Linked DNA regions of Mus musculus: region 2 is linked to region 1. Evidence: chromatin contacts called from public HiChIP or PLAC-seq data. All regions are on one chromosome and are shown on one strand. The core of a region is the stretch at or near the end of the contact, and the rest is flanking DNA. Distances in the headings are between cores, read along the strand shown. Region 1 overlaps Gm33655 (a long non-coding RNA gene). Region 2 overlaps Tal1 (T cell acute lymphocytic leukemia 1).

The links. HiChIP or PLAC-seq counts read pairs in DNA pulled down with a chosen protein or histone mark.
Region 2: a contact with region 1 is called in an H3K4me3 HiChIP or PLAC-seq map of embryonic basal ganglia, with 4 times the contacts expected there. The contact joins two enhancer-like sites. A contact is called at or near these places in 1 of 39 promoter capture datasets (hippocampal neurons), 6 of 484 Hi-C or Micro-C datasets (cardiomyocytes, embryonic stem cells, germline stem cells and 1 more), 3 of 115 datasets of contacts at active chromatin or transcription factors (embryonic basal ganglia, embryonic hindbrain and embryonic midbrain) and 2 of 9 other capture datasets (embryonic stem cells and liver).

Annotation. Positions count from the first base shown.
Region 1 is chr4:114,685,116-114,688,136 of GRCm38.p6, forward strand. All of the region lies in intron 1 of Gm33655 (a long non-coding RNA gene), which reads right to left. Among named protein-coding and RNA genes, the nearest start is that of Gm12829, 6.3 kb to the left of the region's middle. Within about 2 kb of position 1,611, at least 31 of the 459 cell types and tissues checked have an H3K27ac peak or open chromatin away from gene starts, as enhancers often do. A contact at or near this core is called in embryonic basal ganglia, where this site is marked.
Region 2 is chr4:115,061,822-115,064,842 of GRCm38.p6, forward strand. It overlaps Tal1 (T cell acute lymphocytic leukemia 1), which reads left to right. Exons shown (of 5, transcript NM_001287388.1): 3 at 1,309-1,755; 4 at 2,848-2,942. The coding sequence starts at 1,310. Among named protein-coding and RNA genes, the nearest start is that of Gm33786, 4.0 kb to the left of the region's middle. Within about 2 kb of position 1,515, at least 109 of the 459 cell types and tissues checked have an H3K27ac peak or open chromatin away from gene starts, as enhancers often do. A contact at or near this core is called in embryonic basal ganglia, where this site is marked.

The DNA.
Region 1 (3,021 bases), core at 361-2,860:
GGGAGAGACTCAAAGAGAAGAATCTTTTGTAGCAAACTGTGGGGCCACACACACCTTCCACAGGCGAAGGGACGGACCTAAGAAAGAAGCTGGGAGCCTTGCAGACTAATTGATCTTTGTACCCCACGCTTGTTGGCGTCTCCTTTCTCATACACAGACTGACAGACCTGCGTTGCCCGGCTTGCTCTTCATTGCTGCTTTGAACTCAGACTGAGTAAAGTATTCTGCAAAGGCACCAAGGATTTCTTCAGGCCAAGATGTCATCTCTCACCTGCTACTAAAGCACCTTTGCAATGACATCTTCTGCGATCTTGTGATCTTTCAGATGTACAGAGGTAGAGTCCAGAGGTACTGCCTAGCCTGGACGGAGCCACTCAGCCACCCTGGGGAGTCCTGTTGGCCACCAACTCCCTTTGGGAGAACTCCTTCTACAACCACAGTCAGCCCAGGACCATAGGCAGACTGAGCAAGACTCAAAGGGCTTTTCCACTCCTGTGCACCAGGGGGCACCGGGAAGAGGCTCAGGCGGGGATATCTCAGACTTCTTTTCAGCACTCAGAGTGCCGGGACCTGGCTGGGATTACACAGTGGGTTCTGCGGTGCGCTCAGTCCCTAGCTGCCTGGCAACTTCCGCTGCTTTCAAGGTCTAATTTAGGAATCTACGGAAATGAGCAGAACACTGAGAGAGACACACCAGTGCATTACAAAGGGACTCGCGGTCCACAGCCCACCGAAGCTGTTCCGAGCAGGGATGCAGGGGGGAAATGCTCCGACAGGATGTGTATAGTTTAGGGTACAGAGGGGTCTCTCCTGGCAAGAGAGACCAAACCTTATAATTAAGTATCTCCGTTTCCTTTCAGATATCAACAGCAACAACAACCACGTTCTCCGCACTGCCTAAACAGGACAAATCCCGGGTTAAGCAGTTTCTGGTGGTCTTCACACACACACACACACACACACACACACACACACACACACAGAGAGAGAGAGAGAGAGAGAGAGAGAGAGAGAGAGAGAGAGAGAGAGAATCTTCCTGAAAGCAGGCCTCTCCAGCCTCCCAGCACCTCCCCCTCCCCCTTGTGCCCTCCCCTAATCCCCCCTCCCCATTTGCAATTAGGGGTAATCTTTTGTTGCCTGGAAAGTGTAAAAATCACCAGCTTTTCTTTTTGCATGCATAATATCCATTTCCCCTCCAAGTGCGCTATTTGGTTAGGGAATTACATCTATTTACAAGAGTAGATGTTGCACAAAGGTTGTGTTTATGTGGAAAATTATATCGGTGACACGGGCTGATTGGCATGTGGAGGCTGGGAGAGCAAGCCGAAGAGGCCTCCTCATCAGCTTGGAATAACAAAATGATTGTATTTTCAGCAAAGCTAATTGATCACACACCTCGCTGGGCTATCTGTTTACTCAAAGGCCATCCAGGCCTTGGGAAGGTGGAAAGGAGAGAGCAGCGGGCAGTGGTCACTACCAGGCGGGGCCAGCCAAGGCTCTAGGGGTATGTAGCAGAGATAGGAGGTAGAATGAGTGGCCAGAACGAACCTCTGGGTCCTTCAGTTGTGCAGAGATGGGCAATTCAGTGTTCCCTGAAAAACTAGGCCCAGACCCAACACTAGAAATTTTGTCCTTTAAAAAAAAAATTTCATGTGGACATCAAGGCTTCGGGGAAGGGAAGGGCAGACCAGAGCAGGACCCGGAGCCACTGCAGAGAGAAGATACATTCGTTCCCTTCCCCTTGTCCATTTGAGAAACTAACCCCATTTCAAGCCAATGCTGAGCAGACTGGTGGAACAGAGGCTCTGGAACCCTGGCTCCATGTGTATGTCCTGACTCTCATCCCAGTACACATGGCAGAGTTAGGGATCAGATATAGTGGGGATCAGATATAGTGGGGTGCCACAGATAGAGTACAACCAGCTTCCAAATGTGCCCTGCAGAACAAAACCCCTATCCCACCACCACAGAGGCAGGGACTAGCCTCAGGTCTGTGATCTGCTTCCCTAAGCTGACTTATGAAGATATGCTGAGACTTCCCCAAACTGACCAGTCAGGCTAGGAGCCCTAGGAGCCCCAGAGCCCAAGCCATCTACAAAAGCAAGCAGAGTTCTATTTCCTCCCTAGTGAAAACTCCAGTTGTGGGGGCAGAAAACAAAGCAATCGAATAAGCAAGCACTTGGGTGAAAATGAGCAGTGACAGTAAAAATAACTGTTTGGGGACTAGTGTGGGGGCAGATTCACTGACCAGCACTTTGCAAATGTGAAGGTCATTTAGAAGCCACTGATCAGAAACATCATCACCACCTGCCCACCCTACGATGCGCTCATTTGGCTGTCTTGCAAATGCCCCAGTGGATCCTATGACTAGTTACTCTTTTACAGGGATGTGCAAAGCACAGCTCCCAGCTTGTCGGGTTCTAACTCCGGTTTGGAATCTTTCCATTGCTGATCAATATTAGATCTAGTAACTATTTCCTACAGAAAAAAAAAAGAGAAGAATACTTGAGAACAAATAATAAGTGCCCAGGATTTACTAGAGAAATCCTGAGATCCTCAGAGGACACTGAAACCAAAAACAAACAAACAAACAAACAAACAAAAAACCAAACCAAACCAAAACATCAACAACAACAAAAAAAAACTTAAGGAAAGTGAGATCTAGAATACCATGTGGATTCCAGCTGGCTACAGTTCGCACATTATTTAGAATTCTTGGATCAGGTGAGCCTGAATAAACTTCAGGTGCTTTGCCCCATCTCAGTCTGGAGGCTTTTCTTCTTTACCAAGGTGTAAGTGCAATTTGCAATTTGTACCAAGCTCCTTCTTCTGGAATCACTGATCATGTGGGCATTCATGCACCTGTGTGTGTGTGTGTGTGTGTGTACGCGTGTGCACGCGCCCATGCACTCCCTGACCCTTCAGAAAGACAAGCTGTTTATTAATGTGGCAGTCTCTGAATTGTTTTGTAACTGGAACCATTTTGTAATGAGGGGACATTAGTAAAACCTAGATCCAAAA
Region 2 (3,021 bases), core at 265-2,764, 380 kb after region 1:
GAGTCTTATAGATTGTGTGTCTGGCCTGTTGCTGGGTCAGATGCCATCTGAACGAAGCCAGGTGATGCAAGAACTCTCAAACTGATGGGAAATAGAGTGGATATGCTCATCTGGGGAGTATGGTTGGAGCCTAGGAATTTTCTGGGCTCCAGGGTCCATGTGAGACAGTAAAACAGTGAGATCCACGACTGGAGAGATGGCTCACTGGTTAAGAGCACTGACTATTCTTCCAGAGGTCCTGAGTTCAATTCCCAACAACCACATGGTGGCTCAGAACCATCTGTAATGGGATCTGATGCCCTCTCCTAGTGTGTCTGAAGGCAGCCACAGTGTGTGTGTGTGTGTGTGTGTGTGTGTGTGTGTATACATATACATATATATGTATATATATAATTTTTGCATATTAAATCTATAAAAAAAAAACCCAGTGAGATCCGAGTTCTGTGTATTGAGAATACCAAGGTGTATGGTGTGTGTGTGTGGGGGGGAAGAGGACACTTCATTGGAATAATTCAAGGAAGAGCTTTCTTTATATTTTCTCCATCAGGAGGGGAGCCCAGATTCTAGTGACTTCTGGAGCACTTTCCCAAGTCTTAAGAGTCCAGCTGAGCAGAATGGGGTGGAGTGTGAAGGGTAGTAGGACCAGAATCCAGGATTAGCTTCAGTCCTTGACTCCCTTTCTTATGATAGGGTAGCTACTTGCAGAATACAACGGTGGGTTTGCTTAGTGTAGGCTGCTTTCCTCTTGGCCGGGAATATTTCTGACATCCTTGGTTGAATAGAGCAGAGTTCTTGCAGCTTCCACACCCTACTTCACCACCATAGTCTTTCTGGGTGTATATTTGCAGCGCATGTGTGTAGCAGTAGATCGGGAGAGGGTTCCTATAGCACTGGACAGATTCCCCGCCAAAACCAAAAGGGGGGCGGGAAGGACACGCTTGCTCGGGGGATTAGTTCCCTCCCCTTCCCCTGTGGCCTAAGAAGGAGGGACTGGGTGATCTTTCTCTTCTCTGTGCATTTCCTTCCTCCTTTTTCCCGTCGATTTTTGTCTCTCTGCCTGTATTCCTTTTCTCCCAAGGTTTCTGCCATCTTTCTCCAGCACAATTCCTACCCTTGGACACTGTGCCTTCCGGGCTTGTCCCACCCTTTTCTTCCAATCTAGAGACACCCCCACATTGCTCCAGCTCCAGGCCTGCGGGCCTTCACGCCAGCAGGGTTGGGGTGTGCGTCCACGTGGTGCTGAGTTTGTCCTGTCCGCTTTTCAGGTTTCAGTGCGTGATCTCCTCTCTGCCCCTTACCCTGTTACAGGATGACGGAGCGGCCGCCGAGCGAGGCGGCACGCAGTGACCCGCAACTAGAGGGACAGGACGCGGCCGAGGCCCGCATGGCCCCCCCGCACCTAGTCCTGCTCAACGGCGTCGCCAAGGAGACGAGCCGCGCAGCCCCGGCTGAGCCCCCCGTCATCGAGCTAGGAGCGCGCAGCGGCGCGGGGGGCGGCCCTGCCAGTGGGGGCGGTGCCGCGAGGGACTTAAAGGGCCGCGACGCAGTAGCAGCCGAAGCTCGCCTTCGGGTGCCCACCACCGAGCTGTGCAGACCTCCCGGACCCGCCCCGGCGCCCGCGCCCGCCTCGGCTCCTGCAGAGCTGCCTGGAGACGGCCGCATGGTGCAGCTGAGCCCGCCCGCGCTGGCAGCCCCTGCCGGCCCCGGCCGAGCGCTGCTCTATAGCCTTAGCCAGCCGCTCGCCTCACTAGGCAGGTGAGCATCCCGGTCCCCTGCGGCGTTCTGGGTGCAGGCGAGGGTCGAGAGGAGGGGGTGGTGGCTTAAGATTCCAAGAGGAACGAGCCCAGAGACCAGAGTCTCTCCCGCAACCCTCCCGCTAGTGGGAAAGGGGTCCCCTGTGAGACAGACTGTCAGGAAGGACCGGTGGTCAGGGGACGACAGTTGTGTAGAAACCGGGGGTGGTCGCCTGCACTGTTGAGGGTGCGGGTCTGTGGGTGAGTGTAAAAAGCTGCAGAGGTTGCTGACTACTGTTGAGTAGGCGGGATTCTTTAATATGAGTTCTGGGCCAGTGTCTGAATGCCCCTCTGCAGCAGAGGTGAGGTTCGCCACAAAGGGTGAACTCTTCAGGAAGCTGCCGCGGTGGGTGGACAGGCTGGAGAGAAAGATCTAAGGCCGTTGCTGAGGGCAGCTCTTCTCAGCCTCTGCTAGGATGCAGTGAGCGACACTGTCATCCGCTCCTAATCCTTCTGTCCCTTACCTGCGTGGTTGGTCTCCTTGCTGGGCCCTGTGGTGAGGGAAGCTGAATGGCCAGCAGAGTGTAGGACAGGCGGTAGGAAAGAATTATAGGACAACACGATGGTAGAGCAGTAGGGAGCGCTGTCAAGGGTTGGTGAGTGGGAGGTGGGGGGTGGTGCCGATCTGTGATCAGAGAGTGATGGTCGGTGAGGTCTGAGGGGACAATGTGAGACCCTTTGTGGTGTGGGAGTTCTCTACTAGCACTTCCATCCCTCACGTGTTGTCCTGTGTAGGTACTTGTCTCTGAGCAAAGGTCTACCAGGATTGAAGGAGATTTTGTGTGTGTGTGTGTGTGTGTGTGTGTGTGTGTGTGTGTGTGTGTGTGTACTTCAGCACAGGAATACGCCGCCTTGCCCCTCCCATTTATGTATTGTTCCATATATTCACCCTCTTCGCTTCTGTGAATGCATGCATACTCAATTCAATCTGCATTTTAAGTGTGCAGGAGCAGGGGGTGCCTTAGCAGGAGGGGACTGAAGACACACAGGGAGAATCCATCTAAGGAGTCTTTTTGTCTTTAACCTCATTGTGATCTACCTTCTCTTTCCATAGTGGGTTCTTTGGGGAACCGGATGCCTTCCCCATGTTCACCAACAACAACCGGGTGAAGAGGAGGCCCTCCCCATATGAGATGGAGATTTCTGATGGTGAGTCTGCACCTGTCCCTTGTCACTGGTTAGAACCATCTGCAGAGGAGAGCACAGAGGCAGTGAGGTGATCTCACAG